Linked DNA regions of Mus musculus: all the other regions are linked to region 2. Evidence: chromatin contacts called from public HiChIP or PLAC-seq data. All regions are on one chromosome and are shown on one strand. Each heading gives the region's core, a stretch centred on a gene start, on an enhancer-like site or on the middle of the called end of the contact. The rest is flanking DNA. Distances are from core to core; before and after follow the strand shown.

Evidence for each region. HiChIP or PLAC-seq counts read pairs in DNA pulled down with a chosen protein or histone mark.
Region 1: a contact with region 2 is called in an H3K27ac HiChIP or PLAC-seq map of embryonic stem cells, with 6 read pairs. The contact joins two enhancer-like sites. A contact is called at or near these places in 1 of 484 Hi-C or Micro-C datasets (nephron progenitors), 1 of 115 datasets of contacts at active chromatin or transcription factors (embryonic stem cells) and 3 of 9 other capture datasets (adipose tissue, embryonic stem cells and liver).
Region 3: a contact with region 2 is called in an H3K27ac HiChIP or PLAC-seq map of embryonic stem cells, with 5 read pairs. The contact joins two enhancer-like sites. A contact is called at or near these places in 1 of 39 promoter capture datasets (liver), 1 of 484 Hi-C or Micro-C datasets (bone marrow-derived macrophages) and 3 of 115 datasets of contacts at active chromatin or transcription factors (double positive thymocytes and embryonic stem cells).

Annotation. Positions count from the first base shown.
Region 1 is chr10:59,751,313-59,755,174 of GRCm38.p6, reverse strand. The region is part of intron 5 of Micu1 (mitochondrial calcium uptake 1); the gene reads right to left. Among named protein-coding and RNA genes, the nearest start is that of Gm17059, 47 kb to the left of the region's middle. Within about 2 kb of position 1,429, at least 16 of the 459 cell types and tissues checked have an H3K27ac peak or open chromatin away from gene starts, as enhancers often do. A contact at or near this core is called in embryonic stem cells, where this site is marked.
Region 2 is chr10:59,556,403-59,560,753 of GRCm38.p6, reverse strand. All of the region lies in intron 1 of Mcu (mitochondrial calcium uniporter), which reads left to right. Among named protein-coding and RNA genes, the nearest start is that of Gm40671, 17 kb to the left of the region's middle. Within about 2 kb of position 1,908, at least 11 of the 459 cell types and tissues checked have an H3K27ac peak or open chromatin away from gene starts, as enhancers often do. A contact at or near this core is called in embryonic stem cells, where this site is marked.
Region 3 is chr10:59,793,285-59,797,335 of GRCm38.p6, reverse strand. All of the region lies in intron 8 of Micu1 (mitochondrial calcium uptake 1), which reads right to left. Among named protein-coding and RNA genes, the nearest start is that of Gm17059, 4.9 kb to the left of the region's middle. Within about 2 kb of position 2,050, at least 15 of the 459 cell types and tissues checked have an H3K27ac peak or open chromatin away from gene starts, as enhancers often do. A contact at or near this core is called in embryonic stem cells, where this site is marked.

The sequences.
Region 1 (3,862 bases), core at 180-2,679, 190 kb before region 2:
TGAAGCACACATTCTAGCACAGAGCTACCCCAGCAACCCAGAGGATCTGGGAAATGCTGACTCAGCACCTGGGTTCACTGTAATAATTCAATTACCCTCTGAGCTTTTTGCTCAAAAGAAAAGGCTATCATAACCAGTCCTGTTCAAATGATGCTTTATCCCCCACAGCCAATCATTACTGGCAAGAAGAATGCCTGGTTTTGTCCATGACAGAAACAACATCTTACTCAAATGGCCTGATTACCATCAGAAGGGATCCAGTTTACACACCACATGGATAGATCACTTTAAGAGTGACAGGGGCAATAAAAAGACAGACAGACAGTACTTTCCAAAATGCCAGCTGACCACATTATGACACAGTGGGACACAGAACAGCTTGATTCTAGTTTCTAAATCCAGTTATTAAATTTGCATGTTTCATATTTTCTTTCCTGAAATGAAAAATTTTCATTTATTATCAGTTTCTAACTGTGCTTTATCTGGAAGGCAGAGGCAGAACAGCTCAAATTTAAGACCAGATTGGGCAATCGCCTCAAAATCCACCATTCTGAAATCCCAAACCAAACCCCCGAACCAAAAAAAACCATCACCACCAACAACTGGGCAGAGCACACTATTGTTACTTTTATTCAAATAGTAATAAGGCAAGAACATTTGATGAGAAAAAAGTCCTATTAATGAATCAGTCTGCCTTCATTTTAGGCTTAAAGGCCATCTTTTAGTTATGACAAATTAGGTTCCTTCCTTCCCTGTTTCTCAAGGATTAGGCTATGCCCCACCTGTAATCTTAACTACAAAGGGCTTTGTCCTGCCTGTTCCAGGAAATGACAACCATGCCTTTGTTTTAAAAGGTTATTATGGCCACCTGTTGTCATGAACACCCTGCTATGATTACTTTATGGCCATGTTGCAACCCTACCTCTGTTTAAAATGTTCTTGTGACCACCTTATTTTTGCTCCTGTAACTCCACCTATCTTGTGGTCAAATCCCCCATTTGGAACCTCTTACCCCTCAGCTATAAATATCTTGTCTTCCTCATGTCCAAGGCTGACCTGTTGCACCCCGCCTTAGGGGGAGGCAGCTCATGTACATGCATTTAAAAAGCTTGCTTTAATTAACTGCTTGCTTTAATTAATTTGGCCATGATGATTTGAGTAGGCAGTGTTTCTCACATCTTTGGGATTAACACTATTTACGAATAGGTCAAATTCTAAAAGAGGCATATGAAAGTAGAATACAGCACTCAGGACAGCTCCACGGGCCCCCTACTGTGTGACCTGTCTCGTGACCTAGCTTGCCTATCCTCTTAACTGTAAAATGTAAAATGCACAGTCCCGGGAAATGATGCTACAGATGGAATGAGCAATTATGTATCAGCACGGATAGTGCCTGACAGACAAGCAAACAATGCAAAGACTTTGCCTTCCCTCGCCCATCTTCCCTCCCTCCCTTCCTTTTTCCCTGAGAGGAAGTCTCACTAGGTAGACTTTGCTGGCCTGGAACTCATTCTTTAGACTAGGCTGCCTTGAACCTTGCCTGTTTAACATAGCAAAGCCGACTGCCCGCCCACCCAAGTCTGTACTCACAAGTACCCGTCACAGTCATCCTGGCTAGTGTACCCCTTCCCCAACTTTAAACCTCCCCAGCCTTGAGTGTTGCTTCCCCAGTCCCTTTTCCTATACAGCTCAGCCGTTCTGCCTACATGTCTTCTGTGTCTCCTGGCTTGCTTTCTGGTCTGGTTCTTCTCTTGGGGTCTCGGCTTCCTGCTTCCTTCCCCACGGTCCCATGTGTTCTTTCTCTCTTGGTTTCCTCTCTCCTGTCTCTCTCACAGCCCCTACCCCTACCCTCTTCTCCTGGCCCAGTTCAGTCTGGACTCTCCCAGGCGCCTCTGGCTGTACCCTCCTCCATAGCTACAAAAAACCTTCTCTTCCGCCACACCTGGGAGGGTCACGTCCTCATTTTTCCATTCATACCCCAATAATACTAGTTAAAATATCTGTGCAAGCTTCAGGCTTCAAGAAGCCTTGTCCACAAGCTCATTCATTGTTTTGGAATCTAGTTTCTCCTGCCTTCCTTTTTAAAAATTTCCTTATTGTAAAAGACAGAAAATATAAGGGATATATCCTATTATAGATGGCATTGGTGGCTAAACAAAAATATAAATCAGAAGCAAAAATATTAAAATTCTGCCTATTTTTATCTGTATTTAGCACCAGTAAGACCTGAATTCATATATGAATTCAATAGAATGTGGACTTGACTGATTTTAAGTCTCTCAGAGGTGGGAGGGTGAAAGTGTTAGGGCCATCGATTGACAGGTGGGACTTCATAATACTTCAGTGCCTCGTACAGCCACGGAAACAGTCAACAGAGCGCAGTGGAAGCCTGCGGGCGGGGAGAACCCAGTGGCGTGTCAATAACCTTTAAAGAGCTTTGGGGGCTGAGGTTGCAGTTTAGTGGTAGAGCACATACACTTTACATGCAAGAGGCTCGTTCGATCTCTATCATAAACATGAAAGACAGACTGACTGACAGATAGGAAAGAAGGAGATGAGGGAGAAAGGGAAGGTTGGAAAGATAGGGAGGGGAGAGGAACGAGACTTGGGACGATGGTGAATGGTCTGTTTCAACGGGAATCTGCTGCTGCTGCTGTGTTTGAAACAGGATAAGAACTTAGTCATCTTTGGGAGAGAAGGCCAGGGTGACATCAAAGCTCGGCCACAGCATCCCTGCATCCCTGCTCAGGAAGCGATCACATCCGCAGCATGAAGTTCCCCCCTTCGATGTCTGAAGGGAACGTGACCGCATCTGATTCCAGGCGTGTGCTTACTTCATGTCACAGGAATAGAAAGTGCAGGGTGCATCTCTCTATATTTAGATTGCCAAGGAGGAGGAGTGAGACACAAAGGGACCCAAAGACTAGAAAACACACAAAATACGTCATACCAATTAAAGACAGCAACTAAGACTAGACACATGACACTACTGTAAAATAAAGCTCTGTTTGGAAATAAATATTTTGTTTTATAGGGTAATTACTAGATGCTAAAAACATCAAGTGGAAATTATAGTTTTTAATAAAAAATAATGTATAGTACATGAAATGATTATAGCAACAAATCTTGGGTGAAAACATGTATATTAGGAGGGGTGTAATAAAATCCCCTGTATTTCCATATGCTATATCATCACTACTTCTAACAGTACTAACAAATTATTAGTTTTTAAAAGAATTTTTTACATTTTTTTTCTTTTTATGTGTGTGCTTCATATATGTTCTGTGTAGGCTGGTGTGCCTGTGGGGTCAGTCCTCTTTCCACCAGGTGCATTCTGGGAAGAGAACTCAGGTCAGGAGGCTTGTTGCCCCATCGTACCCTTACCCGCGGAGACAAGCTGTTTATAAAAGGATCTGTTAGCTATCCAATGCTGTAAAAGGGTTTTTTGTTTGTTTGTTTTTGTTTTTTTCAAATTTATCATCAGAGAAAATCTGAAGTCATCAAAGACTTGAAGCTTTGGAACTTTTGATCTTAGTCTGAATATTAAAAATACCATTCTTCTATAATGCATACTCTTCAAGCAGTATCAGCTATAGGCATCAGCATTCTTTACTTAAGACCTCTGAGTAGACAGCTCTGAAATGCAAGATGATAAAGGATAGGCCAGCTTTCAGGAAAGAAGAAATCTCCCAGGGTTCTACCCCTAAGCAGAGAGCTGCAGGCAGTTAAGGCCTGCTGAAAGAGGAGATTCAGTCATCCCACAGGGAGGAGCCCCTTAACTGGTTATCCAATCCCAAGTGGTCAGCCCTGACATCATCCACATACAAGCAGACTACACAGAGCCAGCAGACTATAGTTACAT
Region 2 (4,351 bases), core at 659-3,158:
GCAAGGATTTTAGGCTTCAGTTAATCCAACTTTTTGTTTTATGGATGAGAAAGAAGGCTCAGCAAGGGAGTTAATGGACTCACTTAAGATTACGTAGCAATTAGTGAAGTTGGAAGATCAATGGCACTAATGTTTTGTAGTTCAAATTTAAACGTGTGTAAATGCTAACTATCAATAACGAAACTTCCCCTCTGTCTTCTGATGGTTTGCTGAAGTGAACGGACAGTGGGTAAATGACTAGCAGAAGCAGCACACAGATTTATGAGTGTATTCACTTTACTGTAGTATTTAAGGAGCCAATGAGGATAGAGGTTCGCACAGTCCTTTTGTAAGGGAGGTGGGGTGTGGTCAGTGTGAGGAAAGGATTGATCTTCAGGGGACGTGAAGGGCTAGAGAGCACACTGGTTTGTAACTGGTTCTCTGTGAAGGTGAAGGACGATAGTGGATGTCAAAGCCAGACTCCGCACGGGGATTGTCCTCTTCTCTTCAGAGAAACATTTAGTCTTCTCTGGCTGGTGGAATCTCAGGGCCAGGATTGAAGACCATTGAAGATTTTTTTTCCTTCTGGATCTAAGCTTTAGGCTGGGATGTGTTGGCTGAGCTTTTCTTTTTCTCTTTCTTTTTCTTCTTTTCTTTCTTTCTTTCTTTCTTTCTTTCTTTTTTTTTTTTTTAAGATTTTATTTATTTTATATGTATAATGAGTACACTGTAGCTGTCTTCAGACACGCCATAAGAGGGCATCAGATCCCATTACAGATGGTTGTGAGCCATCATGTGGTTGCTGGGAATTGAACTCAGGACCTCTAGAATAGTGCTCTTAACAGCTGAGCCATCTCTCCAGCCCCAGCTGAGCTTTTCTTGAGGCTAACAAATGTCTGTTCACCCAAGCCAGATAGGTGCATCAGCAACAGACCAGAGACACATTCCACCCAAGTTCATCCACTGACTTTATTGAGTCCAGGCCTAGGGCCTCTTTATTCAAAGAGTTGAAATAATGTGTTACCTAGATGACAAAAGTGACAATAACATTGTATTCACAGTGAAGCAAGTATAGATTAGACAGGAACACACTCTCAAGACTGACAACAGATCCCATGGGCTAAGGTTCTCAAGGCCCCAAATGTCTGTGGCTTCTCCGAATGGGACCAAAAAAAGGGGAAAGGGAGCCGTTTGCCGTTTAGTCACTCGGGGCATCCTTTGGGTGGTTCTCTATCTTTGATAGATTGCATTATGTATCTATTTCTTTACTGTGAATTTCCCATAATGCATCTGGCTTTTTTTTTTATCACATGTATACCTAATCTCACTCAGACATAAGACAGCAAATAGTGGGTTCTTTCTAAAACTTCACTTACACCAGCATAGTTTACTTATTGCTCGTGTACCAAAACTAGTTTGGTTGATCTCATTTTCATAGCCGAACAGAGTGTTCTGTCTCAGATTTGATGTTCAGTATGAGAAATGTATTCCATGTTTGGAGAGGGCTGTGTTTGTGCAGTACCTGCAGGTAAGGCCTTCAGGTTGCCAAGTGCAGTATTAGCAGAGGCCTGTGTGCCTAGCCCAGACCAAGTGGAGTCGCTGAACCATTCCCTATGCTTGCCAGCCCCAAGCTTTTGTACTGGAGGAGAGGGGTTACCTACAGGACTGTGTGTGGGTGACTTAAGAGAGCTACATCACTGGAAAGCCCCACCCAGCAGAGGCAGGACTTGCCAAAAGTTACGGAGAGTCCACTCTTGGTTAAACTTTCTCAACTGGTGACCGCTTGTTCCATCCAAGAACATATCCAGCAGGACAGAATTATATACAACTTGGGGTAGAGGAGAGGACATGGGGATGGTGGAGTGGCTGGAGTCTCAGGTGAGGTTCACGAACCTATCTGTACCCTCTTTTGGGAGAAAACAGGCCGGATCTTGGGAGGTCCTCATAGCCGCTCTGATTATCATGGTAATGCCCCTGCTGTGCCTGAAAGGTGTTCCACCCTCCTGGAATTTCTGAGAAAAGCTTCTTTTTGCACTGGCTGGCCTCCAAGTGTTCTCAGTGTGAAGCAATCAGCACACCAGGGATCCCATCCTGAGATGACATTCCCTAAAAGCCTCCAGGTTTAATATGGAACCCATTTTAAATCACAAAATGAGTCTGAATCTTTTTACTCTGTGTCCTACAGAATGGAAGTAGCCATTGGTAGGAAGACATCCAGGCCAGGCACGGCTTACAGACTGTCTTCATGGAGGAGGGGTGTTAAGATACTAAGATGATGGAGTCATTTGTGGCCAGAGAACCTTGTCTAGCTCTATAACACGGCTCCACTTGTGATTTGATTTTAGTGTACTGCCAGGTACTGAACTCACACCTTACACACGCTATGCAGATGCTCCACCACCGAGCTGCATCTCCAGTGCTTTTGATATTATACAGTAGCCATTGTCCTTGCCTGCTGCCCTTGAAAGTTCTGTGTCATCTGGAAGACTGACTTTTCCCAAATTCCATTTTGATGAGGAGACTAAACTATATAAATGTTGATTTGTGCAGTTTACTTCTTACTAATGATCTGCCTTCAGAATTCGCATCTCTGTGATTTATAAACTGTGTAAATGAATCTGCAGCAGGATCCTCTGACTCTCCATTCTTCCCAGTGCACCTCCAAGGGCGAGAAAATATAGAGAACCAACTGCATGGGTGGTTACAGATTCTTCACTGCTTATATTGATGTAATTAGCACAGCGATGGGCACAAACTGTATGTTTCCACATGCACACCAAGCCGGGATAATTGATAGGATGTGCGCCATAGTATTGACTTTGCCTATTAAAAAGGGTAGGTAATGTCAATTTTAGAGGGTTATAAAGTGGCATTTTAGTACTCCTGAATATTTCTAAATCCTGATTCAAGAGATGAACCTCGAATACTAATTTGTTTTATTTGATACTTAGGAGACCCAAGTGCAAAGCTCTGTGGATAAATAAGGTAGTTCTTGTTGTTTCTTAGAACTAACGGAAGTAAAAATAAGTTCCCATGATAATATGCAATATTAAAGCGTGTCAGATATGAAGCTACAGAATTCAGATTTTTTTTTTACATTCTTTGTTGTTGTTATTGGTGGTGGTGGGGATAAGGGGGTGACACACGTGTGTTCTAACACACAGACAGAGGTAGAGGTCAGCTTTGAGAAACTCAGGTCTCTGCTTCCTATGTGGGTCCCAGGAGTCAAGCTTAGGTCATCTGGCTTTGTGGCAGGCACCTTTATCTGCTTAGCCGAGTCATTAGTCTGAGAATGTAGATTTTTATTTTTTTCACACCTATATACATAGGTTTCATGGGAGGACTGGGTCAAAGAGAGTAGCTGCCCTGATAACAAAAGGGGCAAGCCGGAAGTAAATCAGGGCCAGCAGATGTTTCTAGAATGGCTTGTTGGAGAACAAAATTCTGGTTTTGGATTGAAGAAAAAAATGTTTTAATCATAGTAGTAGCATCTTTGGAGTTAAGTCATGAGCTGCTATTGCTTCCGAAGTCCCACTGAGGACTTCATATGCACAGGATCCAGTCTGTACTGAGAGTGCTATAAGTCAAGTTCCTACTCAAAGCAACAGCATGTGCTACTCAGAGAGCAGGCAGCAACAGTGTAACGTGCAAAACCATCCCCAAGGATAGGAGGCTTGGCTTGTTTAAACAGAGTAGCATGTATCCCAGGCTGTAGATGTGCACCACCGTGCCCAGGCTATGCAGTTGTAAGGTGTGGAACCTAGGCTTTGTGCATGCTAAGAAAGAACTCTGCCAACTAAGCCAGCCCCCTGTGACCTTTTTGGTCTTTTTCTGTTGATGCTCCTGTAACAAATCCTCACGAGCTTAACAACAAACTTGTTATCTTGCAGGTCTGTAGGTCAGCAGCTTGCCTGGGCTCTCACTGCACCATAACGAAGGTGTCGGGCAGGCAGTGCTCTCTGCTTACTCTAGCAGATGCCTGCTTTACCTTGCTCCTGCATTTCCTGGCCTGGGGCCCTTTAACAATAGGAAGGAGGTCCAGCTTCTCTCAGGCTGCCGGATCTCTGCTTCTCCACAACCATGAAAGGATTTCTGGTTGTATGTGGTCAGATTAAATTGCACCCAGCCTGGATGGGGGTGTAACAATGTTTGTAGTCTCTTACTGCAGACAAGATAGATAACATTGTCACAGGCTTTGAAGGTTAGGATGTGGACATATCCGAGGGCTGCTATTTTGTCCAGTACACCAACCAGGATGATTCCGGAACCAACTTAAGTTAGGGAGACAGAGATACCTTCAGGGGGAGATGAGCTGGACCTTGAATTGTTTGAAGAAGTAGAGAGACGGCTGTTGGATTGATATACCAGATCA
Region 3 (4,051 bases), core at 801-3,300, 240 kb before region 2:
AAGTATTCATGAGCACCTATGTATGCATGTATGTTATTTGAAATAATGGTATTGTTAAAGTTGCAAGAGGATTTTCCCAGGGTGAAGACATACTGTAATTTTGGTTTTCTTATTTCCCTACAATTTATTTTTACATTATAATTCTATTTTGCATCTATATTTTGCATAAAAATATATTATAATTTTATGCACATGGGTATGTTTGCATGCACATGGTGCACCATGTGTGTGTCTGGAATCCATGGAGGCCAGAAGAGGGCACTGGATCCTGGGGAGCTAGAGTTAAGATGGTTGAGAGCCACCTGGTGGGTCCTGGGAATTGAACCCAGATCCTTGGGACAAGCGTCCTGGACTGTTATCCCGAGTCTCTTCTGCAGCCTCCTCACACAGTCTGTAATGCTGTGGTAATATCATAGTTTCTGGTGAAAAACCACAGCCCACTTTTTCACATTTAAGAAAATGCTTGCTCTGGTCTTCTCTCAACACTTTGACAAGAATAAGGCAGGTCATACTGTATATAGATTTTTTCCCTCAAAGAAAAAATATTAGTAAAATACCTTTACCTTTATAACCAACAGTTGTATTACTTTACAAGGGAGGAGGCTGCTCATAGGTCTTTTTTCTTAAAATATAAACAAACAAAAAACCTCCTTTAAATATGTACTTTGCTTGTTAAAGTTATAAATACTTAAAGGAGTAAAGTACCTTTTATTGAATAATTCAAGCTAAAACCGAGAATGGAATAAGAAACTATAAATTTATTATTATCTCTATTTTGCTTTGTAGAAGCAAAAGAGTAAAAGAGAAGCAATCCCGATGAAAACTCTGCTTTGTTTGCTTGCATGTAATTAAGAGTCAACTCTGTGGGGCTTTGAGGTTAAGAGTACTGGCTGTTCTTCCAGAGGACCCGGGTTCAGTTCCCAGCACCCACCTGGCAGCTCACACCTGCCTGTAACTTCAGTTCTAGGGGATCTGACACCCTCACACAGACAGACAAGCAGGCAAAATGCCAATGCACATCAAATAAATAAATAAATTGTGAGGAAAAAAGAAAGAATCAACTCTGGACCCGGCAGCTTGGTAGCACGTGCCTACAAACCAGTACTTGGAAGGCAGAGCCAGGAGACTAAGTTTGAGGCCAGCATGATGTACAAAATGTGTAATCAACCCAGCCAGGTCTATGCTAAGAAATCCTGTCTCAAAAAGCCAGGATCAAAAACAAAAGCCAAGACAAATACAGGCTGTGAGGACAACCAAGCCCAGCTGGAGGCCTTCCTGCCCCGTCCTTTTCTGTAACCACTTGGCCTTTGTCTCTCACAGGCAATGTGATCCCTGCCTGCACTGTTAGAGCAAGAAACGGTACACACAGTTATGCTTGGATGGATCCAAACATGATTCTAGGGGCTCCTTAGGCACTCTGAAATTAACCCCTCTGGGCTAGACTATAGTGTTGTGCACAGTGCACAGTGGCAGAGCACTCGCCTGGCTTGGGCCAGACTTAGGTTAGACCCAACACTGAAAGCAATAGCAACAGGCAGGCAAGCCAGCTGGTACATAAATACATTTGCCACCAAGCCCAAGAACTTGAACTTAATCCCCAGATCTCATAGATTAGAAGAGTAAATTTTAAAAAAGTATTAATCTCATTTTCTCTAATCCTTAACAATTTATTTATTTGGATTATGTGTGTGTGTGAGACGAATGTGCAGGCCCATGTGCTATGGCCCACTTGTAGGGATCGGACAACCCCGTAGAATCAGTTCTTTCTTTTCACTGTGGGAATAAGCAAAAGAAACTTAACCTAAGTGCTACCATTTTGTTTTCACATTCCATTTAATCATAGGAGAAACTAAATAAAGGTCCCAGGTTCTAGGAGAGCTAGGAACTTCCCAATAGCTGAACAGCTTCTCTTAGTGAGAAGGCTCGGCTGATTCCATGACAGGCTTCAAACTGGCAGTTCAGGAGACGAGGCCTAAATCTCAGTTTCTAAGAACTGGGCAAGCCCAGGCAAGTCCTGCCCTCAAAGCTGCCCACCACCTGGCCCGAGGCAAAGACAATGGGTCGGCAGCAGTTTCCAGACTTCACACCTTGAAAATGGTTCCAGAAAGTCTAGAGGTGGAGTAAGACAAAGGTCATCTATCCCAGAATTCCAATGTGTTTTAAAGCGAGCCTTCTTCAGGCTCACGTGATTGTCTCTCTATCCTGGTAATGGGAGAATGCTGGACTTCTGAAGAATAAAACACTCTGCGCTTTCATACTGTTTTGAGTCTGGGGTTTCATTCTTCGGGGAAGCATGGACCCTTACATTATAAGGAAAAAGTTGTCCCAGTCCAGACATCTCAAGGACAACCTCTCCATCTTGCTGGCAGGGTCAAACAAGGTCATGTTCCAGGCCCAGGAACCGACTCCTATCCTGATTGGTGAAAACTCCCTTGCTCAACCCCTTAAGTCAAAATATGACTGGACAATGCTACAGCCCACTCCGCTCCCTCTCGCTGCGTGGTCTCATCCTTTAAATGTGCTGTGTAATTTCTCTCTAGGGTCCCAGTTCAGCTCCCAAGTCTGTTCTGTGGCCCGGATCAATCAGTAGCAGCTTGATTACAGTAAATTTTTGTCGTCTGCATTGACGTGGTGTTTGAGTTAAGTTGGATTTAGTGGATCCTACGCACTACCTATATGTGGCTCTGGGGCTGGACTCAGGTCAGAAGCATCTTTACTCTCTGAGCCACTTGCTGGGTCTCTCTATTCTTATTGATAGTGGTGAATAGTTAGCCCATTTCTTTGTGCCCTGCTTTTAGGATTTTTTCCCTATTAAACAAGGTAATCTCTCTCTCTATATATATATTTGCCCAGAAACATAAGACAGTCATTAAGTGACTGGCTGATTATACACTATCCACACAGACCCCCAACTCATTTCATAATTTCTTTGTTGTATGTTCTAGTTAGTCTTTATTCTTGCATAAATTAGTTTTTTACTTTCTTTGACATGACAGTTCCTTTCCCCCAAATTAAAATTAACCATAATCTTTCAAAGAATTCTCTAGTATCTTTCATTTTGATTGACATCTTTCTTGCTACAGTCTTCAAGAAATCAATGAATATATTAACTGGAATTAGACTCGGCACCTGTCTCCAAGGAACCCTGCTCACTCATTTCTGGCAGCCTTAGATGGAATTCTTAACCTAAAAAAGAGTTTTAAGGAAGCAACTTTGTATTCTTACATCACTTCTTTAAAACTGTGTTTTTGTTGCTGTTGCTCTCAAATAGAGAAAGGGAGAGGGGAGGAATGGGACAAAGGCTGTCAGAGTGTAAGAGCACTCAGACAGGGCAGAGCTCAGCAGGTGATCGTTCTCATGATGCTGCAGCTGGCTTGGGTAACAAACAGAATAGTCTTCTCTGTCCTGGGAGTGATACCTGGGTAGCAAAGGAACCAGAAACGGACTTCTGGAGAAGGCCAAATGCTACAACTTTGGTCCTTTTCAGCCCCTAAAATCTAAACTGTGTTGAGTCCCATAGAAACCATAGCACAGGCTAAAAAGAACAAAACAAACCGAGAACCAATCATGTAAGGAACAGAAATAGCTCTGTCTGAGAGGAATTGTGAAGGTACCAGGCTCCGAGCAGACACTACCACACAGCAGCTGTGGCTGTCGACAGTATCAGTGTCTCCACCTGTGATATGGGTGTGTCCTCTCCTCTATCACATGGACTCTGATAGAGCTGATGAGAATGAAAGAAAGGCCAGCTGGTGCATGGTTTTTAATGCCAGTACTCAGGAGGCAGAGTCTCTGTGAGTTCCAGGCTAGCCAAGAGAACCTGTCTCAAATAAAAAGTTAAGATATGCAAAGTGCCTGGGTCAGAGGCAGCCACTTGTATAACATTCACAGGCGTCCCCTCCTCTCAGCCTTCTGGAAATGCAGAGTGATGGATCAAACTTCCTTTATTCTCAAAACTGCTGTTCTGAGAAAAAGGCAGAAAAGAGCAGATAAATGGAACCATAAATCTCCTCCATCTCAAGTTTTAAAGGAGACAAGGCACGGAATAAAC